Linked DNA regions of Neogale vison: region 2 is linked to region 1. The links are chromatin contacts, called in public Hi-C maps. All regions are on one chromosome and are shown on one strand. Each heading gives the region's core, a stretch centred on a gene start, on an enhancer-like site or on the middle of the called end of the contact. The rest is flanking DNA. Distances are from core to core; before and after follow the strand shown.

What was found. A called contact is a pair of places that touch in the nucleus more often than the background predicts.
Region 2: a contact with region 1 is called in a Hi-C map of fibroblasts, with 6 times the contacts expected there. The contact joins the promoter of BOLA3 here to the promoter of LOC122914993 in region 1. A contact is called at or near these places in 2 of 3 Hi-C or Micro-C datasets (fibroblasts and muscle).

The regions. Positions count from the first base shown.
Region 1 is chr8:94,380,794-94,388,355 of ASM_NN_V1, forward strand. It overlaps LOC122914993 (STAM-binding protein), which reads left to right and starts at 3,173. Exons shown (of 10, transcript XM_044261405.1): 1 at 3,173-3,259; 2 at 5,159-5,376. The coding sequence starts at 5,174.
Region 2 is chr8:94,646,593-94,654,154 of ASM_NN_V1, forward strand. It overlaps BOLA3 (bolA-like protein 3), which reads right to left and starts at 3,913. Exons shown (of 4, transcript XM_044261420.1): 1 at 3,806-3,913; 2 at 1,435-1,555. The coding sequence starts at 3,859.

The DNA of each region.
Region 1 (7,562 bases), core at 1,923-4,422:
GGCTACTTAGAGTGTGTGGTCAGAGCAGGTGACATGTAAACTGATACATGAATGACAACAGGGAGCCAGCCAAGTGAAGACCAGGGTAAGAGCATCTCAGAAAGAAGAAACATCTGTGCAAAGGTCTAGAATGGAACAGCAGATGTTCAGACAGTGTGGAGAAGACTGGTAAGCAAACGGGAGAGTAGGAGATGAAGTCAGAGAGGCAGCAGGGACCGAGTCACTCTACAAGCCACAGTGAGGAGTTTGGATTTTTTTTTAATTTTAAAAGATTTTATTTATTTATTTGACAAATAGAGATCTCAAGTGGGCAGAGAGGCAAGCAGAGAGAGAGAAAGGGAAGCAGGTTCCCCACTGAGCAGAGAGCGCAATGCGGGGCTCGATCCCAGAATATACTATATACCCACTGAGCCACCCAGGAGCCCCCAGGAGTTTGAATTTTTAATTCCAACTGCTATGGGAAGTAATTGGAGGGTTTTTAACCCAGAAACAATAGAACCTGATATTTGTTTTAAAAAGAATATTAGCTGCTGTTGTAAGATCGCATTGAAGTAGGTAAGAAGGGTTGTCATTCCTGTATGCATGTCACTGACTTGCCCTTCCAGGTATGTTGCTCACCACAGGAGTGACAAGGAAGCAAGGGATATGTGCCTGGAGATTTCTTTGTTTTTAACTTCCCAACAAAGCCCATCTGAGCATTTTCTCTCTGCCCTGATGCTATATATTGAAGTAAGAATTTTGCCTTTTAGGATTCTTTTGCTGCTGCCCAGGAAGGAGCAGGTAGAAATAAAACAGGAGTGTAGGAGTAAGTGACGCTGAACTTGGAAGAGGTCATATGGAGACTGTTATATTCAGGGAAAATGTACTGACTAGGTATGGGCACCAGAAAGAAAAAAGCTCCTCAATTCCTAACTCGGGTTTGACCCCCCAGGTGAGCTGCTAAATCTTCTCTGCTGACAGAATACCTTGATGCTTAGCCTCCAATTTTGGGAGCAGGAGTAAGTAGAATATTCTCTTCAGTTAAGCCAAGAGCCAACAGAATTCTTGCAGCGTTAATTTCCTGGTTTCACATATAAAAGGGTCCAGTTTTCAACTTTCCCAGTTAATAAAGAAATGAAGAATGTCAGATATTCATATTGGCCAGGGTTTTCTTGCTTGTTGTTTCCAATGCCTGTAAACCCAAGAGTGCTGACCACTTGTCCCAGAGCCCAAAAACTGTTCAATATTTACAGATTCTCTCCCTGAGTGAACCAGATCCTGCTTACTATATCCTCTTAGCCATGATCTTAAGAACTGCCGTCACTGGGGCATATCTCCTTTCTAATATAGAGGACAGCCTGTGTGAGATGGTTGCTGTGTTTGTGATTATTCCACACTCCTCTCTTATGTGTTTCCCATTCATAGCTTCTTAAAGACTTCTCACATACTCTTAACTTCTAGCATGTTTGTAAATTCTGTTAACTTGTTATGTTAAATGTTACAAAGCCAAGAGCTACTTTTTGGAATCTGTGCTTAATGGAAGCAGGTGCCTCTGTTTCCCCCACCAGCTCTGCTTCTGTCTGCACTTGCACAATAACAATATCCACCTGCTGGATTTGTCCATGGCTGTATCCTTAACACCTAGAACAGCAATTGGCATGTAGTAGATGCTCAACAAATATTTACTGAGAAGTTGGATGGGTTGGATTTTGTCCCATGTTGACTTCTGCCAGGACTCCGATTGCACTGTATGCCTTCCCTAAGACCAGCTCCCCCAGTGGCTTGATTTCTTCAGGCTCTACCCACTATGTTTACATTCTGAAGGGAAAGAGTCAGTAGAGAAATAGAGTTCTGAGGACCACCGTGGTCCCTTTACAACTGTCTTGCCAGAGTTATCAGCATGAGATCCAGGAGAATTGATAGTGGATCCTTGCATTGACATGCCTATTTATGCTTGTAGGAGAGAAAGAGTCTCAATCTGTTAAGTGCTCTCAGCTGTAAGTCTCAAAAGCCAGTGACCACATAGAATCACTTTGGGGAAATTCCAAAGACAGATCCACAACAAAGAGTCAGAAAATTAGAGATCTGAACCCTGATCTAGTGGAAGAAGTAACACCAGTTCAGGGGCTTTAAGCAAGACCTTGAAGGATAGGTCATGTCATCACATTAAGGAACTTACAGGGAGGGTCCCCAAGTTTGGTGGGTAGAGTGTCCCCAGAGAGCAGAAAGTATCAGAGTGGTGATATACAAAATCTCCTGATACGGAGATAGCAGGCTTGAATGATCTTTTTGGAAAACAGCTGTGCAAGATATTCATACATACACACACCCATACAGAGAATATGCCACTGTTTGTACTTGGTGTAAACAGCTGCCTGTCCTGGCTGCAGGGGCAGGAACCGCATCATACAGTTTCCGTCTCCACTGCGTGGCATGTGGCCATTAGAAGTCAAACACTCATTTTTAAAAAAATTTTTATTTTTTAAGAGATTTTATTTATCCATTTGACACACAGAGATCACAAGTAGGCAGAGAGGCAGGCACAGAGATAGAGAATGGAGGAAGTTGGCTTCCTGCTGAGCAGAGAGCCGGATGTGGGGCTCTATCCCACAACACTGGGATCACGACCTGAGCTAAAGGCAGAGGCTTTAACCCACTGAGCCACCCAGGGGGGCCCAAACACTCATTTTTAATAAATTGTATTGGAGTTCTAACATTCAAAAGTTAGTCTCAAGTTTTTTTCTAAGCAATAGAAGCGATTGCCAAATACCTCAGGCTATCAACTATGCGTAGGAAGTGACACAAACAAGCAGAAATTTTCAAGAGTTTGTTTCTTGTTTTTTGTGTTTTTTTCCACCAATTTAGAAACCTTGCTTAGTTCAGCCAGGTACTTGCATCACCAATCCCTTCTTGAATGTTGATTTGTGGATTTGTGTGAGTGTGGTATAGGGGCTATCTGGCAGGAAACTCGACCCAAAATCAAATTAATTCCACAAATAGAAGTTAGCTTGATCATTTAACTACATTAACTACTCCCTGTCCCTTCTACCTTAACGCTTTTCCTTTACCAAGATGGCCGCTGGCGAGCTCTCTCCTCATTGGCAGTCCTTTTTCGCGGGAGGGGGCACGGGGGGGGGAGGTGGCGGTTCTAACCCCTCCCACCAGCTCACCGCCCTGGGTCCTGCGTTTTTGAGAGTGCAATGGGTAGACGGACGAGAGGGGCGGGACGCGCGCCGGATGTGACGTTTCCGGAAGCTCCGAGGGTCGTCCGCGGGGACAGGTGGGGAAGGGTCCGGGAAATGTGGTGGGGCTGAGCCCCAGAGCGTAGTCGGACTCTGAAGGGGAGTGGCCGCCGTGAGTGTGGGGCCTGCGGCCTTGTCGTCCCTGCGCCCTCTGCCCGGCCCGCCGCGCGCTAGGCCACTGACGGCACCGGCCTCAGCCAGGCCCCGCGCGTCCCCGCGCGTCTCCTCCTGCCGCGCTCTGAAGACCCGAGAACCTTGGATAATTTTGCCCTGGGTTGGCAACTTGGGCGTGAGGGCCTGAAGGAGGGGATCTCAAGCAGGTGTCAGGAGGTCCCTCTCCACTGAATACGCCCCCTCGGCTCGTTCCTGCAACTTCCTTTGACCTCGTCTTTCCTCCTCAGTCCTTTATGCCACCTTCTCCTTTTTTTGCGGATGCCGCATCTCCTCTGGAGTGTTGCTCAGCCCTCTAGTACCGCTCGCTGGCCTTGGGAGGGGGTTCCATTCTCGACCTTACAGATCATCTCCCCAGAGGTACTGAGGCGCAACAAGCTTCAGTTAGCTTTAATGGGCTCTGGATCGAGTTTACTAATTAGGCAGCCTGGGGAGGTTTTAGATTTGCTGAACGGCTTTCTGAGCCTCTAAAACGGCTTTGGGGGAGATGGAAGGCCTTTGCATCCCTGGTAGTCTGCACAGCTTTTGTACTACTCGTGTTTAGAGAGGAAGCTTGGGGGAAGTGTGACCTAGAGGTAGAATTGGCCAAGAAAAGCCTCTTTGAGGGAGGGCTTGGAGGGGAGAACAGGAAAAGAGTGGGTAGACAAATGAAACACATTTGAGGATTTCTGGGCAGATTAGAATCCTGACTGAAGGGAAAGATCTCTGATGGGAAGGACTAAGGTTTAAGACTGAAAAGACAAAGTGGGACCACTTGTTAGAGGGCCTTGAATTCCAAAATGGCTTCTACTCTAGTCATATATTCTAGAGCATGCTGGCTAGGGTGTGCTGTAATTCAGTGTGTATCACGTACCCAGATTCTTTTTGAAAATGATGTAGAGTCATACCAGTTGGAGTTGGAATCTGATTGTAGCAATAGAATGAGATCTAGAAAGATTGTAGAATTACTGCAGTTCGAAGCACAGGGAGGGAAAACTCCCTCCCTGTTTTTTGTGGGTCTGTTTTATTTATTTACTTACTTACTTATTTATTTTTTGCATACCAAGTTACCTTTGTGCCCTTTTGTTATTTGAAGAGTGCTTAGTCTTTGAGGATAGATTTGAGTAAGTTGTTTTTCAGATCTAAATTCATTACCATGATGACATGATGAATGATGTTGTGGATTGACTGACAGAGGGGTTTAGTGAGCAGAACTAGAATTGTTCTGCATTCATTCCCAGACTAGTTCCCCTCACCTTGTGCTTAGAGATGAAAAAGTACACCATGGGAAAGTGTCATTACTCTCATTAAATAAAAATGACCAAACTTGAAATTAGTTAACAATCATCATGAAAGTTCATTGAGTATACTATGCCAAGTACTGGGATAAATGGAAGTGGGTAGCTGGTGGGAGAAGTAGCGCAAAAAATATAAGATACCACCCATCTTTTTATGGTGCTGAAAGCAGGGCCACCTCATGATAGGGAATGATTAAAGGGTCGAACCAAATCCCCATTATAGTTTTACTCCCTGTACCACCTAATCATGGCACAGGTTTTGTGGGGTTTTAAGTTGGTCAATGCTTTTATCAATGTGATAGGCACTTCCTCGAGGGTCTCAGCCTTCTTGTGGGAAAGAAACTTTATCTGATACAAGCCACAAGCATATGGTATTTTTCTCTTAATTTCTCTGTAAGGTAGAAGTTTGTGGGCTAACCATGCTGTGTGGTAGGTTGTGTTGGGGTGATGGGACCGTGGTGCTGATGCCACCTGTTTTTTCTGTCTCAGAACTTCTTGGTCCTGATGTCTGACCATGGAGATGTGAGCCTTCCACCCGAAGACCGGGTGAGGGCCCTCTCCCAGATGGGTAGCGCAGTGGAGATAAATGAAGACATTCCACCCCGACGGTACTTCCGCTCTGGAGTTGAGATTATCCGAATGGCATCCATTTACTCTGAGGAAGGCAACATTGAACACGCCTTCATCCTCTATAACAAGTATATCACGTAAGACACCTCCAGTTTCCTTTTTCTTTTCTGGTGACTGATGCCTCACTCATTCTGCTCTTGTGCTCATTTATTCTGCTCGGAATTGCTAAAACTAGAGAACTTTACAACATCATTAGCATTAATCATTCTTTGCAGGCAGCTCCTACATACTGACTGTCCTTGACATTCAAAGTTATGAGTACTGAAAGTGTTATTTTCATGACTCAGTGATTTCATGAGTAAGAGACCTAGCTTTTTGGCCTGTGCCCACGTGGCCCAGCTGTTAGGCAAAAGAAAGGATGGTTAAACTACACGTTTTGTATTGATGAATGTTTTTCCTGTGCTCTCTTTATTAAGGCAGCTAATCATAGGATTACTGTTGAGGTTTAGCAGAGCCAAAATTTGTCATCTCTGCTTCTTTTGTCACAAACTGAGTGATTCAGGAAAAAAGGTTTTTCTTCTTAACCTTTATTATGATCATGCAAATCACCAAATAGGTATTGACCACCTACAGTTTGTGTGGCTCATGATGAGACCTTTCCCTTGAGTTACTTAGCATCTTAGGTAGGCAGCATAAATAGAAGATGGCAGTGCAATTAACAGGGAACAACTTCTAAAACCCCAGTGATGATGAAATGATGAGTAATTTAGGAAGGGAATAAAGTTAAAGGGTCTCATCTAGCCTTGTTCTTTCATGATACCTGGACCTTTAGAAAAATAATGACTGTAATGTGTTTGTATGACTCTTACAGTTCATAGAGTGTTTCCCCTGCGTTGTTGTTTTTTTTTTAATTTTTTTTTTTTTTATTCGAGAGAGAGAGACAGAGTGAGAGAGCATGAGAGGAGAGGTCAGAGGGAGAAGCAGACTCCCCATGGAGCTGGGAGCCTGATGTGGGACTCGATCCCAGAACTCTGGGATCATGACCTGAGCTGAAGGCAGTCACTTAACTAACTGAGCCATCCAGGTGCCCCTCCCCTGCATTGTTTCATGTGATGTTCATAGTTCTAGGTACATGGGGTAGGGCTCATTGTCTTCCCATTCTATATGTGAGGAAGTAGGCTCTGGGTTTCGTGATATGCTTTGTTCCACACTTCAGAGTGAGAAGGCTCAGATCTAACTTTTTTTTTTTTTTTTTTTTTTTAAGTAGGCTCCACGTGGGGCTTGAACTCAGGACGCTGAGATCAAGAACTGAGCTGAGATCTAGAGTCAGATGCTCAACCAACTGAACCACTCAGGCATCCCTAGATTTTTTAACTCTTTAATTAGGATTCATCTACGACATTGGTCTTGTTTTTAGTTTGTTTTTGGTAATGTTCTGTGAGTTGAAGCTAGAGTTGAGACCATAGTTTAAGCCACATTGACTATCTTTTGGTTATTTTTTATTCTTTTTTGAATAGATAGCACGTATACAAGGTGCAAATTCAGAAGGCACAAAAGGGTATATATATTTAAAAAGTAAGTCTCCCTATCCCTCCCTTTTCCCCAAACTCTCAGTGCCCTTCCCCAGAGGGAATTCCTCTTACTAGTTTCTTACATGTCCTCCCTGAAATAATAAATGCATTTCAGTTGTATCACATTCAGTTTTTTTTTTAAGATTTTATTTATTTATTTGACAGACAGAGATTACAAGTAGGCATAGAAGCAGGCAGAGAGAGAGGAAGGGAAGCAGGCCCCCCGCCAAGCAGAGAGCCCGATGAGGGACTCAATCCCAGGACCCTGAGACCATGACCCGAGCCGAAGGCAGCGGCCCAACCCACTGAGCCACCCAGGCACCCTTTTCAGTTTTTGATCACATACTGCTCAGCAGGAGGGTTTGTCAAGCTTGGTACCGTTGACATATGGGGCAGAATAGTTCTTTGTTATGGGTACTGTCTGTGCATTGTGGAGTGTTGAGTAGCACCTCTGGTCTCTGTCCACTAGATGCCAATAGCACCCCTTATCCCCTCCCTGAGTTGTGACAACCAGAAATGTCTCTAGATGTTACCTGATGGTCTCTGATGGCCCAGTTGAGAACCGGTGCTCTGAAGAAAAGTAGCCTACAAGTGGACTTCCCGGAATTCGTACTGTGATTGTAGAGTCCCTTTGGTAGAAAAAGGGACTGCTGTTGTCTCCTTATTTTTTCAATTTAGAAGTAGTCCCTATCTCCTCAGAGATCATGCAGGCCATCCATGCCGTCATGCCCTGTTATGTGACCTCAGTGTTG
Region 2 (7,562 bases), core at 2,663-5,162, 270 kb after region 1:
TCTTTTTAAAGATTTACTTATTTGACAGAAAGAGAGAGAGCACAAGCAGGGGAAGCAGCAGAGGGAGAGGAAGAAGCAGGCTCCCTGCTGAGCTGGGAGCCCGACATGGGGCTCAGTCCCAGGATCCTAAGGTCAGGACCTGAGCCAAAGGCAGATGCTTCACCAACTGCACCACCCAGGCACCCCTGCACGGGGCTCTCTTTAGGCCCTCCTGGTCTGTAAGCAGCCTCAAGGGTCTTATCTTGGGCTTCCATGGGGCAGGAATAGCTTTCTGGTAGAGCTGTCAAGGCAGACCCTGTGGTGGACACATCCACCTGCACCCACATGGCTGGGGAGCTCATGACAATGACCGATGAAGTGTGCTGTTCTAGCATGAACCAATGTGGGCAAGAGACAACGCGTCCCCTGTGCTCGGAGCACCCAGCCAGTTTGTGAGAAGTGCAAGTTACTCATCAGGCCTTATGCATACCAGGAATATGAGCTTTGCTTAACCAAGCTTCCTGGCCTTGATTCCCTTTCCACACTCCATCCAGGGTGAGGCAGACCCAGACCAAAGGTCAAGTTCCAGCTCTGTCTGACCCAGGCCTGGGGCAGGTATAGGACTAGGAAGGTCAAGGCCTCAGAGCTGAGACATCATAGAGGGGGCTCTCCTGACCTCCCCTAACAACGGGTCTTGGATTGATGAATTTGTCTGTAGTTTCCCATAAAAACTACTTTCTAAACTTTCTCCCAATGCTTGCAGATGTTAGGTTCTCAGAGAAGCAGTGAGCCCTCATGGCAATGCAGGATGCCAAAGATACATGTGGGCGTGTACCTGCATGCCCACCTAACTGTCCCCGCTGAGCTGTTCCACACGTGTGACTGGACAAAGGTCCTGTCCTCCTGGCCTGTGGGTGCAGAACTCACCTCCCCAGCACAGGGACTGAGGACAGAGTCTGCCTGTGTCCCCCTGTGTCCTGGTGCTGGTTCCAGTTCTGCCACCTCCTCCCTGGGAGGGCCTGGGCAGGTTCTCTGGCCTTTCTGGGATCGGCTCCTCATGAGGAAAGTAAGGAAGTTATTTTCAAAAGGATAAAATCCTTCTGAGGTCTGCTCCACCTCACCTTCCAGAAAAATGTGGAGAAAGTAAAGTAATGTTCATCTTTAAATCAAATTAAAGACTGTGGACCTGAGCCCCAGGGTGACTGAGAGGGACCTCATCCGACCCAGGCCAGGCTAACAGCCACAAGTCCTCCCAGCCAGGCCTTATCCCCACACACAGTTTCCCTCTGACGCTTTCACGTCCCCACCTCCACGCCATCAGCTGGTAGAGGCTGAATTCCATCTGTCCAAAAGTCACACGTATTGAGAAGCCGCTGATGGTGAGTGTGCTCTGCCCAGCCCCCTTCCCCTTGCCGAGGGCAAAATCCCTGTGGAAAAATGACAGAAAAACCTTACCTGAAATGTCAGTGACTTTGATAGCTGTAGCTCCAGGAAACTTTTCTTTGAGTATTTGGGTCACTTTGAGCTCCCCCTCAGTTTGCGAGGCAAACATCCGCCGGGCACAGTGAAGAGGAAGCTGCGAGAGAACAGAGAAGAGTCATCGCCCAGCAAGACGATGGCACCCCCCAGGCCAGGCCAGGGTGCAGGCCTACCCGCCACTGCCCTGCCAGCCAGGGCCCAGGCCCCCCAGCAGCTTGGCTATGGGCTCCATCCCAGGCACTGTGTGGCATCGCATGCCCACTGATGCTCCCTAAGACCCAGAATAAGCTTTTTGGGGAGTTTGTGGAGGTAGGGAGTGGAACTGTAAATTATACTTTGACTCCAGACACAAGGCAACTCAACCCTCATGACACTGTGAGAGAGACACCATCATGATGTCAGTTTTGGAGGAGAAGAAATGGGGGGACTAAAGCAAGGGCTAAGGTTAGGTTCACTGGTGAGATGGGGAGCCAGAGCCTGGGCAACCCGCCTCAGATGTGCCTCCCAGGCCATCGTGTCACCGACAACACACTGCTGAAACCAGACACCACCTGTGCTTTAGGTCTGATTCACATTCCACACCCTCCAGCGGGATGTGGCCTTGTGACCTACTGCTCAGTAAGCCAGCTACACTCTGTGACATGTACCAATTCTTACTGGGGAGAAGTAGCAGAATTCTACTAAATTACCTGAAGGAGACATATTTTTAGATTATTTACCATTGGTAACAACACTCCCCCTGCCCCCAGTGGAGACCATAGGGAGCCAGTGCTTCTGAGGGGGATGTCTCCAACCTTATGGAATGAGGAACAAAAAACCAGATCTGCAGCCCTTTGACTGGGCTAAGCACATGCTGAAAAGGGAGACTGACAAGAGAGCTTGGCAGGCCTTGAATGTCCAGCTAAAGATTTTGGAGTTTACTAGGCCTCTTGGTGCCAAAGTCACCTGCACAAAACAGTGCCTTTTGAAGCTTGCCCAGATGAGAGGTATTATTATAAACGGAGTAGACTGGGACGGGGACTGGAGGGGGATGGCAGGTGGGACGCAGGAGTGCTGTTCATCTGTGCTGGTGCTGAACGTACCATCCCTTCAGCCTTTAGTCCCACCTGTCCTCAGGCGGTTCCTGAAGGCCTAGAGCAGGGTCCTGTGGTAGAGACTGTCAAAGCACCTTCTTCTTTTTTAAGTAGGCTCCACACCCAGTGTGGAGCCCAACGCAGGGCTTGAACTCACCACCCTGAGTTCAAGAAATGAGCTGATACAAAGAGTTGGACACCTGACCAAGCCACCTGAAGCACCTTCTATAAAATGATCTGTGCACTGGCTCTTTCACCAGCTGGTTTCAAAGGCCAAGACTGACTCTACCGTGTTACTGCAGCCTTCCAAAGCTGGGTCGGGAGAGGCCCTCCGGGAGACTTGGGTGATGGATGGCTGAACGAATGAACAAATGAACAAGCAGAACGAGCACAGCACGCAGGGCATGACTGCTCGCACCTGCAAAGAAGTCGCCGTTCCAGCAGGCAGCTGAAAGGCAGGTCAGAAAAATGGTCTTGAGTGAGACGGTGGGACAGAAACTTGATGTTGTGGGCCTAAGACTGGGCTGGAGGAGGGGGTAAGATGGAGCCTCTTCTGAGGACAGAGCCTTGGAGGAGCAAGGGCAGAGGGTAACCAGGTGGCAGGCAGAAGCAATAATCGCTAAGGGCTGAGGGTACTTGACATTACTGATTCCTTGGGAGGTCTTTCCTCCGTTTTAGCTGATCTGCAGGCAGCGGCCTTTACACGAGCAATCTACTGACAAAATCCCTAGAACCCCGACTGTCCGCGCGGAGAGTCACCCCCTCTTCATACTTCGCGGAGGCAGGGAGGAGAGAAAGTTCGGAGAGCGCGTGGCGAGTGCCCTCTGCTGGGCTTTTAGTCAGGGCGTGTGGGGCTTGGAGAGGGTTAAGGTCCCAAGGCTGGGAGGACTTGCCCAAAGCCCAGACCCTCGCACTCTCCGGCAGGCACGCCAGGACTGCGAGCTGGGGCTGCCGGGTCTCCGGCTCGGTGCGTCCACACCGCTCTCTCCGCGCCCGCCGGATCACAACGGTTTCCGTGTCTGTTCCCCTCGCCCCCCACCTCCACCGGCTCAGGGAGCTCCGCCAGCGCGCGCCGGGGCCTGACACTTCTCGGAGCCCCGCCGCCCGGGCCCACGGAAGGACCCAACCCTCGAGGAATGAATGAGAGAAGGGAAGGGGAGGGCGCCAGGCCCGGCGCCGCGCTCTCCGCGAGCCCGTCCTCCAGCCTCGACCGGCCCCGCGGCCCCTCCGCAGCTCCCGCCCGGGAACCACAGCCCGGCCCCGCCCGCGCTCACCCCGCGTATCCCGCGGAGCAGCGGCGCCACCACGGCCGGGCTCCACGCCGCCATGCCCGGCCGACGCGGCCCGGCTCCCGAGGTCGCCGCGTCCCCTGAGAGGCTCGGAGCCGGGGGCCGGAAGCCGTCGCCGCCGCGGGCGAGACCGCCCCCTGCCGCCCGGAGGTCGCGAGCCACCCGGCTCCAGCTCCCGCCCGGTCCTCGCCCCGGGGGGCGCCTTCTCGGAACTTGCTGCTCCGCCAGCTCGCGCGTCTGCCCGGCCCGCTCCGCGCCGAGCTCCGCCAGCCTCCAGGGGTCGTTCCACCGGCGGGCTCTTCTTGCTCAGCCGGGGGACGCCCGGGGTTCTCGGCCCTCCGATCTGAGTTGCCCAGACGCCAATGCCCCTCTCGCCCTGGGAAGGACATCTCCCTTCCCATCCCCACCGCCGGCAACCTGGCTTCCAAACTGGGGAGTGTGGGTTTCTCCCTCCAGAACAGGGGGGCCGTGGAGGGACTTAAAGCAGGGGTGTCGTTTTCAGATTTGCGTTTTAGAAAGATCGTGCGAAGAGGAGGGACTGTAGGGGGCCTGACACTGGAGATGAGGACAGAAGTTCTGGCGCTGCCGCGATGGTCCGGGTGAGATGTGAGGTCTCAGCGACAGCTGGAACAGCAGGGATGGAGGAGTGGCTCTGGATACTTGGGAGGGGAAGGGAACGGAATGACTGGACTGGGCGGCGAGGCTGAGAAAGGTGTCTGGTGTGGACAGTGCGATGGGTGGAGGAGGGTGAGGTTTGTCGTGAAAGGGGCCAACAAACTCGGTTTGGGTTTTGCCTGAGTTTAAGGTGCCTGCAGAGAAGCAGAGCCTCAGACCGTGGAGTCCTGAGAATGTAGTGGAAGCTGCGGGCTCGAGGACAGGTACCATTATCCAGCAAGCCTGCCCCACCTCTGGACTGATTCACACACACCTCAAGGCCTCATGCCCTTTCTCTCTCAGGCTGTATATTTTGGCAGTCTGGTAAACCCTACAGACTTCCCCAGTTCTTGCTATTGCATTCCGGCCTGTGCAGTCACCATGTTCAGTATGTTCGTCCACACGTGGGACAGGCCTACAGTTGCCCTTATAGTGATCACCTAGATATATGCTTATTCGTTCCAGTACTGAGTGACTTCTTTTTGGGTCTCATAATTTCTCCTTTGGATTACTCTAGTAACCTCTCTCACATTTTTTTGCTTCGTTCCTTAAAACATCATGGCCAGTGGGATTAGGGATAATTTGCTAACTTTCCATTTTTCTTCTCAGGAGTAATTAAAACTACCAAAAATATTTTACCCATTGTGTAGTAGTGAACCACCTTTGGCTCCTCATACCACCAAGGTTCAGAGGAGGTTGACCTCTCCTCCCCTGAGAGTGGTCACATGACCCAAGTCATGGCCCAGCAGGCACCGATTGGTTTGGGTTGGTCAATGATCTGAGATGGCCCAGTGAAAGTTGCTCTAGAGACTCGTCTGGCATTAAGGAAGAGAAATGGCCCTTTGCCACCGGCTGCCATCTTTGTAATCATGTGCGCAGCACCCGTTTAGAAATGAAGTAGATCCAGAAGTTGTTGGGAGACAGATGCTGGACACTGTAGGGTGCCAGAAATAAGCACTGAAGTCATTTTAGTTGGTTAGTGGGTTCGTTACTTGTAAGACACCCGCATTAAACTCACTGATTTGTATTGGACGAATTCCTCTTTTGGTGAAAATCGGTACTTTTGCTTATCTTCAACCTTTCTCTTCTTCCTAATTTCACGATGGTTTACATTATTATTGTTATTTTGGACCGACAGTCTGCCCTAGTATCCTCCCCTTCCCATCTCCACACTGCTGTCAGAGCCATCTGAAGTGAAAACCTGTCCATTATTTGCTTATCGAAAATCCTTCTAACCCTTCATCACCTACTGGCAAAAACCCAAGTTCTTTCATATGATTTAACCCCTACCTACCTGTCCAGCTGACATCCATCCTTCAGTAATATTGGACGGCTGGTGCCTCCTTGTGCCATCTATGTTACAAGCTTGCTTATATGGTTACCCATCTTCTAAGCCAACTCAAGCCTTGTCTTCTCCAGGCAGCCACGTCTGATTGCCCCACAATATACTTAGGGGCCCACAACTTGTGCAGAACTTTGATTGCACATATGGCAATCGGAGAACTCTACCGATTTATGTGGGTGTGTTTTTCCCAGAGATCCCTGACCTCCATCCCAGGCTCTAGATTTAGTTGCCAGCTGTCCAGCCTGGAATAGAACAAAAAGTGCACATACTAGGATTACTGCACAGAGCTGAAAAGTGATTTAGCCATTCTAGTTCCAGAGTGTGAATTTGAACCTTTTTAGGAAAGGATTTACAGAACAATCTCAGCAATTCTGGGCTTCCAAATTAGCTTCAACTTAACATTTCAAGTGTAGCTTTTTATGATAGAAGCAAATAAAAGGCCAGTTTTGTTATGATTGAAAAGTATAGTAGCTTTAGTCCCAGGAAATGGGTCTATCCCTTCTGCATTTTACCTTTTTTTGCTCTGAAATTGAGATTCTCTTATCTTCGCTTATATTGGTCCATGGTCACTCATTTACATCTGAGCTAATTGCAAAAAAACTCCTTCAGGATGATCTCTTTGGATACGTTTTTTTACCCCATAGGTATAAATTGCAGTCATTTTGTTTTATAGAGCCTCCTGGCACTCGTCAGCACACAGAATTTTCCAGATGCATCCCAGAGAAAAACACTGGTCTATGAACTAGCTATCTGAAGTCAGAGCATCTGTGCCACCTTCTGAGAAACATTGGAAAATTCTTAACATACCTCTGTTACTGCCCCCTTCACAGGTGGCTGCAAGGATTAAATAAGACAACCCGCTGAAGGACTCCCCTGAACAGGCAGGTCCCCTAAAGAAGTGGTATTCAAAGCACACATCAAAGAACCTGCGTATTCAAGGAACCTGACCAGAATCGGAATCAATAACTGACTTTTCACTTAGCAAATACACTACAAAAAAATGTCAGTTGAACAGTGTGCCCAGAAACTTACATTCTAGTGCCAACTCCCTTATCTTTTTGCAGAGCGAGAACCAAAAGTGCAAGGAAGGAGCCAGTCCAAGTTTTTCGAATATCCAGCATGAATTTTGCTGTGAATCCTAAACCTCCATGTAAAATCCAGCAAGTTGCCCAGCCTCTGTAGCAGCCAGGACAGGGGTATGTGACCTAGGATCTACCAAATCTGAGGTGCCCATGTTTTTGTTTTATTTTTCTTTATTTTTGTCACCCATGTACATTTTTTTTTAAAGATTTTATTTATTTGACAGAGAGAAATCACAAGTAGATGGAGAGGCAGGCAGAGAGAGAGAGAGAGGGAAGCAGGCTCCCTGAGGAAGACACAGGAAAGGAAGAGTTTTAGGTAAAATTCTTTATTCTGGTCAGGGCTGAAGCAGCTGGCTTTTGGGAGGTGCTGACCCAAAAAACTGACATCTAGTGGCCAAACAATAATGGTGCAGGCCATAGTGTCCATTCCAAGCCCTTCAGCAATGAGTTATTGGCTAGAGGGCCAGAGACAGGGTTCAGACTGTTCTGGCTGTGTAGATTTGAAGCCTGACTCTGGCCCTCCCAAAGATTATTTGGGTTATTCTACTACTCATTTACAAAGTTTAAAAGAGCTTTCAAACTTAGACATTAGACATCCTTATATTTTTGTGAGCAATTTTAATCCTATTATTGAAATGTAACAAAAAGAAATCCAAAACTA